2 separate regions of the Mus musculus genome follow, and region 2 is linked to region 1. Evidence: chromatin contacts called from public HiChIP or PLAC-seq data. All regions are on one chromosome and are shown on one strand. The core of a region is the stretch at or near the end of the contact, and the rest is flanking DNA. Distances in the headings are between cores, read along the strand shown.

Region 1 (5,492 bases), core at 1,593-4,092:
CCAAATGAACAGTGGATGCCACATGCATCTTGGTAGTCCAATGGGCTCCACTTCCTGTGTATTTAAGAGGTATTGCATGTCTGTCACGAGTATCTCTTGGTAGCCTGACCGCTTGCTTTGGGAACAAACAGACAAGATTTGCTGCTGTGAGCAGACCTCCTAGTGCCTGGGGCGGGGCCGGGGGTGAGGCCGGAGGGGGGGGTGGGGGTGGGGGAGTGGTAATGACCTCAGTAGTCAGGAGTTCTAGAAAGGAATTAATGAGGAGTTGTGAAGGCCCTTGATTACTGCCTGGAGGGAGGAGTCCTTTGAGGCAGACACAATGAAGATAAGGTGCAGCCTTGGAGAGCTGGTGCAAAGTCCAGAGGTTGGAACTAACTGAGCTTAGTCAAAGGGGCCTGATCGTGCTGGAGCTGAGGGTAGGAACTGGGTAAGAGAGACTGCAAGCTAAGAAGTAAGAACAGATGAGAGGAGTCAGAGCAGGCCCCAGAGAGCAGTGAGAAGATTGCCTGGTAGGCCCGGCAACAGGTGCTGCTGGAGAGATTCAAGAAGTAGCCACGGGGCTGGAAAGGAAGGTTAGCGGAGGCTTTCGGAGACAGACTTGATGGGACTTGACTGTGAATTTGGTCTGGGCAGAGAAAGAAACAAGGGCTGAGCCTTTTATTTTGTGTAGAGCGTCATCCGTGCCATGCCATTGTTATCAGAGGAGAGGGCAATGTGTGTGTGGGAGGAAGTGAGTCAGGTGCAAGTGTGCCAGAGGGACACAGTTTTCCCAGCCTTATCATGTTGACACGAGGCCAGAACATGTTCATATCCACAAAGTAATGCTCATGCAGACATGTGTTTGCACATCTCTGGCAGGAGCCATGTGAGTCTATAAATACACACACACACATACACACACACACACACACACACATATACATACAGCAGTTTAGGCTTAATGGATTAAAACCTATATCTCCATTTTTTTCTTTATAAAGCCAAGATGTGATGTACTCAGATACTAATTGAAATCTTAATTTCTAGCAACATGTCTTATGAAATATGGTGTATCTGTTGGTTCGGTGAGATCACTCAGTGGGTTTTCAAAGCACTTGCCACAAAAATTGGTTTAGTCCTTCAAGCTCGTGGTAGACGGAGAGAAGCGGCTCCTGGCAACTGTTCCCAGTCCTCTTCCTACACATGCCCTGTGGCATTTGCTTCTGCCACCCATACACAGTCATGCAAATCCTTAAAGAGACACATCCAATTTCCTATTATATACATGGTAGAAAACATGTGCTTCATGTGTGAGTCATTACCTTCTGTTTCACCAGGATCATGCTAACCTTGGATTGCATGGATTATGTGACAGGTTATTTATTTTCCAGCCAGTGAAATGAGCCAGTTCAAGCCAGATTAGATTATATTAAAGGAAGGTTTATTGGGAAGCTGCCCTCCAGTGGGCGAGTTCACTGGCCCCAAGGATTGAGGGTGAGGGAGAAGAGAGAGACAGAGACACCCCAAAATGTCTGGATTATATAGAGAAGGGCAGTAATGATCTAGGGGAAGGGCAGTCAGGCTCCTGGGCTATCAAGTTCAAGGTTGGGGGCAGGGTATGCCAGGTGGGGGCTGAGGGAACTTAGGACAACCTGGAGGCCAGGTCTGCTTTGATACATAAGACATGCATCTCAGTGCCTTGTTCTGGGGGTGGGAAACCACACATTTCGTGCACCTAGAAAGGATGCTTGCTGTGCCTCTAATGAGGAAAAGTTTCTCGTCCTGAGGTATATGCCGATTTCTTTGAGGCCCAAATGTAAGAACTTACATAAAAGCAGGCTGGGAAATATAGGAAATATAGCTTGTTTAAATCATTTTCTGAGGAGTCTTGGAGAGGTAACTCAGTTAAGAGCATTGGTTGCTCTCTTAGAGGACTTGGGTTCAATTGCCAGGACCCGTGTGGTGGCTTAAGTTCCAGAGGATCTAACTCCCTTTTCTTGACTTTATGGACACTATGCATACGGTACCAATGTACATGCTGGCAAAACCTCATACACATAACATAACTTTTAAAAACCACATTATTATCCCAGAGAGCGTTAAATCCCAGAACTACTGGAGTGGGTTGTGCACAAACGGTTGAGACCCCTCGTTCTTCAGGCTCTGACTTAGAAGTTGGCCATGGCGTTTAGAGGACCTGTGGTTGGGTTGAACAAACACTGCCTACTCCTAGGAGATAGATGGAGCTTTCAAGAGAGGGAGGTGTAGTCATCTTGGTGGTGCGGAAAATGCTGAAGTGTCAGCCTACAATAGGTTTGGGCTTCTTTCCTTTTGATAGTAGGAAGTTGGGGTGCTGCCTGTCAGTAGACATAAGTGCAATTCTTAGAAAACGAACTGGACGTGATTGAAAAAAGGGGCTTGGGCTTTGCAGGGCAATGACCTAGGAGGTGGCTTGCTGGAGGGCTTAGTGCTGGGGTGTGGCTGCAGACCGGGCTCAGGCAGCTGGGAGCCTTGGGATATATTGGCTGTGTTTTCAGCTTTGGCAGGGTCCCTGGGGATACAAGAATGGCTTAGTAGTCACTTAGATCAGGTTAAGCCAGGGCTAAGGGGACTGTGTGAAGAAGGAAGTAGAGCCAGTAAGAGTGTTCTAGAAGGAAGTGATGAGGGATCTGGGCGTGAGAAGGAACCCTCAAACTGAAGGCACCAGGTACCTTAAGAGCATTCATTGGGGACACAGTTGCTTCTCACTTTCTTCCTGCTTTGGCGTTCACAGGAAAAGGAGACTTCATTCACCAAGTCCTCACCACAGCAAGGTAGCTCTGAGTCACACAATGGGAGGGTTGCCGCTGAGTAACCACCCTGGAATGTAGCCTGTGGCTACCGTTACTGCCCTCCTCTCTCCCTCGGTCTTGGGCAGACAGCAGCTTCCCCAGTCTGGCGGTCACCTGTGTTCTGAAGTATGATCTCTCCTTCCCCAGAGGAGCCGCTGCTGCTGGCTGAACTCAAGCCTGGGCGCCCCCACCAGTTCGACTGGAAGTCAAGCTGTGAGACCTGGAGCGTGGCCTTCTCGCCAGACGGTTCCTGGTTCGCCTGGTCTCAAGGACACTGCGTGGTCAAGCTGGTCCCCTGGCCCTTAGAGGAACAGTTGTAAGTCTTTCTACCATGGGGAACGTAGGAGGCCCGTGGCAGGGAGCTGGGCACTTTCCCAGGCTGCTCCCTACTCTTTGGGAGTCTTTTCCAAGATTAGGTGGGCAAAGTCTGAACAGCTGAGGGCTTGCTCGTGAGGACCGAGCACCCCACAGTCTGGACACAGGGAACCGGGTCTGTAGAGAGTGTGTTGGCCTGAATCTTTGAACAGCTTTATTGAGCTAGAAGTGATACCCCATACAGGTTGTCCACGTGAAATATATAGCACTAGCTGTGCTCGGTGATCCTGTAATCAGTACTAGGGAGCTGGAGGCAAGAGGACCACCAGGTGGAGGAGAGCCTGCACTAGGTGTAACTCCACCTCAAAGAAAATCTACAGAGCTGTGCACCTGCTACCAGAATCCGTTCTCGAGCACTGTCACTTCCTCAGAGAGACACCTGTCTCCATTGTCCTCCATGGCTTTGACCTGGCAACTACTGTGTTTTGTGCCCTCACTGTGGGCTCACCTGTCAAGGGCTTTTTACTTGGATGTTTCTGCATGGGACTCTCTCAACACAGCTACAAATAGTGCCTGGCTCTGTGTGTGTGTGTGTGTGTGTGTGTGTGTGTGTGTGTGTGTGTGTGTGTGTGTGTGTGTGTGTGCACGTGTGTACACGTGTGCGTGCGCTCACCACCGTTCACTTCTGTTTCCTGCGCAGTGACATTGTACTGGTGTGAGATGCCAGACTCAATTGACAGGTTTTTTTATTTTATTTTCTCTGCTCTGAATGTTTTTGGACACATCTGCGGAGGCGTGTGCGTCCAGTGTTGGACTGAGGGAGTGGAGGCTGTTTGTCACAGTGGTGGTACAGTTCTCTGTGACCTAGTTCTTCAGATTTGAAATTGGAGGCTTCCTTGAGACACTGGACACTGGTGGTCACTGTGTTCCTGCCTGGCTCTCCTGGTGTGAGGTGGAGTCTGATTTGCATTTCCTTCCTGCTACCTTCGGAGCCTTTTCCTGTGCTAATGGATCTCTGAGTCCTTCCTTCAGGGAATTCTTCCTCCTCCTCCGATCTCTGGCCATTTTCTAACTGGGTCTTTGTTTCCTTTCTGTTTGTTTTTTTTCCCCTTGGTTTTCTAACCTAGTTTGTAGTTTGCTGTGGTGCCAGTGTTTCTCCTGGTTGATGTGTCTTCCTTCTGTTCTGAGTTATTTATTTATTCAGTTGAGTCTGGATTGATCGATTGATTGAGCCTGTCTGCATGTAGTCATTGTACATTGTCTTCAGTTGGCACTGAACAGAGGCAGAGAACACAGAAGTACATCAGACTTGTTCTGGAGGCTCCTGGCATCTCTCCTCCGTGATGCTTAGGTACAGTTCGTGGGGAGCTGTTGCCTTGATACTGGTAATGCCACCAAGAGTCCTGCTTGTCCTGGGACAGCCCCACACTGCTGGGGAGGAAGGTATGAGTTACACAGTCCCTATTTCCTGGAACCTAACTCCCTCGAATCCTTGGACTGTCCAAAGTGGGGGTGGGGGCTCTGAGGTGACTGGTGGTGGGCTGCCTCCTGAGTGGCTTCACCCTGACAAGTGAGTTGGGTGAGGTTCTTCTATAACAGGAAGGGAAGGGCAGCGTCACTCACTATGGATGTGGTACATTTCCTAACTAGAGCCAGAGATTCTTTGTATCTGGGTTTGAGTCTAGGTTTGGCTTATTGTCTGAAAAGTCTTTTTGTTGTTGTTGTTGTTATTTTCCTCTAGAGTACTCTTACTCTCAATTACCTACATCATTGCAGGCAAGTACAGCCTTCTCTTTATAATCAGTAAAACTGGGAAGGGCTGTTGGAATGTTAGGGTTTTTTTCTGTGTCATTCACCAAAACAAGAAATGTATTCACTAGTGTGTTAAATGGGAAATCACTGGTCTGGGGAGGTAGCGCGGGTATTGAAGAATGATAGTCTGGTGTAGTGCAAGCAGATGACTTGTTTTCAAAGCATCTAGGCATGGCAGTGCCCCTGTCACTACAGCTGCTGGTGAGGCTGAGGCAGGGAGTAGCCCGAGCCACTGAGCCAGGCCCTGGGATAGGCTGCAGCTTAGCTCAGCGTGAGGGCCTCCTTCCTGAGCGTGTGAGTCTCTGGGTTCCATCCCTACTGAAAACAGTACAAACAGAAAAAGAAGCCACACCGCTGCGTGCGATCACGGCTGCTGTGTGCATGTATTATAGGTGCCGTATTACACGAGAGAGGCATGTACAGTAGAGCAGTATGTGACATGACCCATGGGACTGTCTCAGAAGCGAGTACACAGCTGTTCCTAGTGACTTGTTTACTGTGGTTAAAGTCTGGTTGGACAGTGAGGTATTCTGTCCTGTGCTGGACCTTGGACCA
Region 2 (5,923 bases), core at 2,678-5,177, 640 kb after region 1:
GTAAGAGGAGGAGACTTCCAGCACTTACAGAGGTCCCAACATGGGACCAACCAACATGCTGCTCTAGAAGTGGGTGTTTAGGGCATAGGCTGCTTGGGCTAGGAGAGAGTGCCAAGGCAGGGTGTGTAGAGCTGGCCTGGGACCACCCATGGCAAGCAGCATTCTGCGACCTTTGACCTTCGTCAAGGGCTCCTGCCATGCCCAACTGCAGCCCCAGCAGGAAATCCAACAGACAAGTAAGCCAGGGGAGCCAAGAGTGCAGAGTGAGGCTTCGTGGTCAGGCAGGACTCATGCACACAGGTTAGGGACTGGTGAGCTTGGAGCTGCCATCTGTAGGGCCTGGCCACAGATGTGCTGTGCTGCTGTGACCCGAGGAGTAGCAGTGTACAGGAACATCCCTGGGCAAGAGGACATCCCTCCAGCTCTCTCCCTGAGTGTGGGGACTTTTGGTTTTTATTTGGATGGGACATGGTTTGTTATTTTTGTCTCTGAGGCAGGGTTATAGTGTATAGCCCACACTGACTCGCGATCTACTTCCCAGTGTTGGGATTAAAGATACACGTCATTACATCCAGCTGGGGCCGGCAGCATTGCTTTTGGTCACCATGCCCACTGTCAGCACTATCTTTGTGACCACACCAGGTCCAAGTCACATTTCCTTCTCCATGTCCCCTCCCCTCAACTTCACACATCTGCAAGGAACCAGTATCTTCTGTCTTAGCGTCTAAATGTGGGCCACCTCTGTGCCCTGAGAAGTCCATGTCTGGCTGTGTCGCAGGTCTGTTGGGTGGCCTCTGGGCAATAAGGGGCTTGTGTGCACAGTAGCAGAGCTGCCTCACTGGCAGGCGCACACACAAGGACGGCCATTGTTCTGGCAGAATCCACAGAGGCCCATTGTCAGATGGGATGCTCTCAGCTACAAAGGACAAATGCGGGGAGCATCCCCACCTTAGAGCCCCCTCCTGGAGGTGGTATGAGGTTGGGGGCTGGCTTTGGAATGTTTGAAGTCCTGGCACTCCGCCTGTTGCTTATGTTAAGTTGCATCACAGTAATTAAGATGCTTCTATCGGATTCTCCTGCCACAATGGTGGTTGGAACCTTGGACTGAGGTCATACCCAGGGCCACATCTTTGTTAACCCTCTGACCTCAGGCCAGCATTTCAACTTACTGAGCCAAATCAGTGGCGGCTGTGCCATGTGGTGCCCTACAGAAACCTCCAGTTGGTCCCCAGGAAATACCAGGAGCCCTTGGTATTGCTTGGAAAGCGAGGTTGGCTTCAGAAAAGTTGCTAAGGCTTTGTGGATATGGCTGTCAGTGTGGCAGGAAGCGGCTGGAGAGGGAAGCAGCCGGAAGGTGGGTGGGGCTGCGCCTAGCGCTGAGATGTCTCATTAAGCAGCTTGGGCTCAGTAGACTGGAAGGACAGGCTTGTCAGAGACCAGTGTGTGCTCCAGCACCGCAGTGCATGGGTTCCAGTGTCAGTGTGTATGCACACACTTCGCACGTTGCCTGACTCTCGAGTGGGGCTGCTGAGCGCAGCAGACAGACAGTGTCGGGGTCAGCCCTGTTGCCAGCCTCAGCTCTGCACAGGTGGCTGCCTTCTGGAAGCTTGCTGAGCCTGGCCCTTCCCTCCAATGACATCAGCTTAGGAGAGACCCATCCAGCCCCAGGATAGTTCTGCCAAGCGTCTTTTGCCTTGGCTAAGGGGTCTCGGAATTTTCTCCTCTTAAAGCAAGAATGACAGGATGGAATGGTTTCTGTACTTTAAAAAAAAAAAAAAAAAAAAGAAAAAAGAAGTGGGCCTTCCTCAGCTCTTGTGCTAACCAAGAATGTTTGGCCCACAAGAATCCTGGTCCACAAGTGGCATGCCAGTCTTTGTCAGGCTACGTGGGTAGGTGTCGATCCCACGCTTCGGAAAAGAAAAGGCCTGGCGAAAATATTATCTCCTAGTCTTTCTGTCTTGTCTTGAAGGTGCTTGACATCCTCCAGCACATCCAGACCCTGGACCCCGGGCAGCACGGGGCGGTGGGCTATCTCGTGCAGCATACCTTAGAGCACATTGAGCGTAAGAAGGAGGAGGTGGGCGTGGAGGTGAAGCTGCGCTCCGAGGAGAAGCACAGGGATGTCTGCTACTCCATCGGGCTTGTGATGAAGCATAAGAGGTGAGTGAGTGCCTGCCCACGGCCTCTGTGGCCACCCCCCCTCCCCCCAGGAACTCAGGTCATTTCACAGAGCACCCTGCTTCTGGCTGAAGAATCATGTCTCACATGGACTCTTGACTGCACTAAGACTTTGTATAGGTTGCTGGGCTGCAGCCCCAGGCCCTCTCCTGCTTCTCCCTTCTTCCCCTGCCAGCCCCGATCGATCAGGGTTGCAGTTGGGTACACATCTGTGTATCATTGCAGTTTAACTCGAGAGTGGTAGTGTGGGTTCAAGTCCCACAAGTAGCCTATGAGCTGTGAGTGACTATCCCCACAGCATGCCCTGCAATGCAAGTGCAGCAGGTGACACTTGGTCTGCAGGACTCCCTCACTGGCAAAGACAGCTCTGTCTCGTGCCACACAGGCTTCCTTCCTTCCCCACCCCTCCATTGCCTGTGAGGATGAGCGGTCAGTGATTTCCCTGGTAGGGGCTATGGTTTCTGTTCATTTAGTGAACGGAAAGTTGCAAAGGTACATAAGTGGATAGGAGGGGACACGAGGCAGCTGAAGCTCCTGGTACCCTGGAGCACCACACCCTCCTCTTCCTCCTCTTCCTCTTCCTCCTCGGGTCTGGACTAAAGGCGCTAATGCTGCATACATTCAGCCTAGCCACTCTGGGACTTTGTGAAGGAGAGGGAGGGCGCCACTACTCACTCACGTACCTACATCTGACCACATGCAGAAAGCAGTTGCCTGACTTCCTCCAAAGCTGGGTGGGTCATGGAGGTTTTTTGCATGGTAGTTTGTTTATGGTCCTCTGTTCACTTGGCCTTACTGTCATCTGCTTCTGTCCTTCTTGGATCTCAAGTCATGTGATAGTTAGCTGCTGTGCCTCTGGAAGTCTGTTTTAGTCTGCAGTGACTATCCATGATATCTGCAGCCTAGCCCCCATCCTGTCGCCTTTGACACCGACCGACACTTTTCTGTGTGTCTCTCACTATGCTCAAAAGTTTCTTTTTGCCAGGGGAGGGGTTCGAGACAGGGTTTCTCTGTATAGCCCTGGCTGTCCTGGAACTCACTTTGTAGACCAGGCTGGCCTCGAACTCAGAAATCCACCTGCCTTTGCCTCCCGAGTGCTGGGATTAAAGGCGTGCACCACTGCTGCATGGCTGTTCAAAAGTTTCTTAAGCTAGGTATGGCAGTGTACATCTTTAATCCCAGTATTCAAGGGTCAGGCAGGCTGAGCTCCATGAGTTTGAAGCCAGCCTGATCTACATAGTTCCAGGACAACCAGAGCTGCACAGTGAGAACCGTCTACAAAAATCAAACAGCAATAACAACAGGTTATTCTTTTCCAGTGATGTGCTTTGTTGACAGTGAGGGTTTGTAAGAGGGACAGGGTGTCCGAGGGACTCGACACAGGGTAAAAGCAGGGAATGGACAGAAGGTGTGAGAGCCCTAGCCGGGCTCCCTAGGAACTCACTGGCCATCTTCCCCTGCTCCACAGGTACGGCTACAACTGTGTGATCTACGGCTGGGACCCTACGTGCATGATGGGGCATGAGTGGATCCGAAACATGAATGTGCACAGCCTGCCTCATGGCCACCATCAGCCCTTCTACAACGTCCTGGTGGAGGATGGCTCCTGCAGATATGCAGCCCAAGGTAAGGCACTCGCTGGACCTGCACTGGCCTCTGCCTGACCATGTGGTCCACACCAGCCAGACTCCTAACTGCCATATCTCCCCGCCTGGCTTCTAATACTGGCCCAAAGCCGCCCTCGTGTGGCCACAGGTGGGAAGTGCAGTCCCTTTCACCATCCCTGTGTGTTGGCGACCCCAGGAAGTCCTAAGCCGGGGATAGGTGGAGCTGAAGAGCCAGAGCGGAGACTACCTTGTGAGCCTGGTGTGCTTTCTGACCAGGAAGATGCACAAGATTGTATTAATTAGAGGGGACGTGAACGATGGACAGATGTACTCATGGGTACCAAGTCAGCCTGGGATGCAGGCTCAGCCTCTCTCATGCAGAGCTGGCTGGAGCTTATGGAGGCCACTTCCACTTTGCCCTGCCCAGAAGGATGTGAAGCAGGAGCTTGGCGATGGGCTCTGGCCTGAACCGTCAGGCTTGCTCTACCCACACTAAAGCTGAAAATACCGAGGGCTCAAGTGGCAAGGTTTCAGAAGGCAGGAATAGTTCCCACATATGTGACCATGTCGTGTGGAGGCTAGGAGGACCCTGCAGTCACAGCACGATGGGTCTCTGGGTAAGGCGACGGTGCCGCCATGCTCCCTGGATGTTCTGCAGGCTCCCACAGCTTTTGAAGCTGAGTCCAGTTCAAACTCTCCAGGCTCTGTTGGGTGACTGGTGAGGGAGACTTTCTGTCCTCAGAAAGCTTATGGGCATGGCAGCACCAGGCACATCAGTTGTCCACGTATACACAGTAGGTGTGACATCTTTACATAGAGCATGGAAGTTTCTAGAAACAGTTCATTTAGTCTTAGATCATTTGCCTGATGCACTTGATAAACCGAGGACTGAACTTTAGATGTTCTGAATAGCTCAAGCCAGCAGTCTACGGAAAAAGGAAGTGTGTGGCCCACTGACCCAGTGCCACACAGTGGCAAGTGCCTGTAATTGTGTTGGTTTCCAGTGGCCTTCCTGTCAGCCCAGAGTGTGGCCTCTCCCAAGGGCTGCTATTGCTGGCTGTGGGGTGCAGGGGTGGCAAGGGACTCTTCCTGTAGCCACACTCAGGCATCACTCACCTTCCTGGGCTAACCTGTCCCTGCGACCTGTGAACTGTTGATTTATGTGCTGGGCTTCCAGCCTGGGTTCTCTACCCCATGATCCTAAGTGTCTGCTCACATTCCACCCTGCCTGCGCCTGCCGACACACTCCGCACGGTGCTGTTTGCTGCCAGCGGGCTCCTCATCTGGATGTGTTTGTCACTGAACAGGGATGTGGACTTTTTGCCAGCGATCGTAGGAGCGTTATAGAATCCTGCTTCGCAGCTAACTAGAGCTGCAGCAGCACTAAACCACATGGCTAACAGCCCATGTTCCATCAGCTTCCTCATTGCCCAGTGGTCACAGGGCAGCCCTGCACAGTGTGACAGGCTCAGCCACGTAGTTCCGCTATGGCTCCCTCCCTCTGCAGAGCCTGGCATTATAGCACAGCTTCTCTCTTCAATCTCTGCTGCACCAGGACTTGAATTTTTTTTTTGTTTTAGGCATCTAGGCATTGGTTGCCCAGGCTGTCTGACCTTCTAGCTTGGCTCACTGTCTCTTTACCTCTGCTTTCTCTGTGACCTGGCAGTGAAGTCTGAGGCCTGACTGCATGGCCATCACTACCCCACAGGCCACCCCACCCAGAGGAGCGGGGATCATGGCCCACACCAGGTGGTGTTGGGTTTGACCCTAGGTAACTCGGCTTCTGTCATTAGCAGGGAGTCATACTGTGTCCTGTGAGTGTCATTCCCCAGAGACCTACGACACTGCGGTTTGCCCTAGCACTTGGTCCAGGCTGACGCAGGAGTAATGTGCTTGAGGCAGGCGTGCCTGCTGCATCTGCTCAGTGACAGGAGAGGCTTCTCCCTGGGCCGCTCCCCACCCCCGCTCCCCGCCAGGAGCCTGCTTCTTACTCCAGTGTGTCATGGTCTCTGAGGACAGTTGGGTGCTCACAGCCCATGGCCATAGGATGGAGACCTTGCTAGATTTTAAATTTTTTTTAGAGAAAATTACTGTTTTTGTGTGTGTGTGTGTGTGTGTGTGCGTGCGCGCGTACACAC

The links. HiChIP or PLAC-seq counts read pairs in DNA pulled down with a chosen protein or histone mark.
Region 2: a contact with region 1 is called in an H3K27ac HiChIP or PLAC-seq map of epiblast stem cells, with 3 times the contacts expected there. The contact joins two enhancer-like sites. A contact is called at or near these places in 3 of 115 datasets of contacts at active chromatin or transcription factors (astrocytes, epiblast stem cells and extraembryonic endoderm stem cells).

The regions. Positions count from the first base shown.
Region 1 is chr5:117,360,634-117,366,125 of GRCm38.p6, forward strand. It overlaps Wsb2 (WD repeat and SOCS box-containing 2), which reads left to right. Exons shown (of 9, transcript NM_021539.5): 2 at 2,958-3,126. Among named protein-coding and RNA genes, the nearest start is that of Wsb2, 6.1 kb to the left of the region's middle. Within about 2 kb of position 2,843, at least 182 of the 459 cell types and tissues checked have an H3K27ac peak or open chromatin away from gene starts, as enhancers often do. A contact at or near this core is called in epiblast stem cells, where this site is marked.
Region 2 is chr5:117,998,369-118,004,291 of GRCm38.p6, forward strand. It overlaps Fbxo21 (F-box protein 21), which reads left to right. Exons shown (of 12, transcript NM_001346588.1): 10 at 1,970-2,160; 11 at 3,647-3,804. Among named protein-coding and RNA genes, the nearest start is that of Fbxo21, 25 kb to the left of the region's middle. Within about 2 kb of position 3,928, at least 17 of the 459 cell types and tissues checked have an H3K27ac peak or open chromatin away from gene starts, as enhancers often do. A contact at or near this core is called in epiblast stem cells, where this site is marked.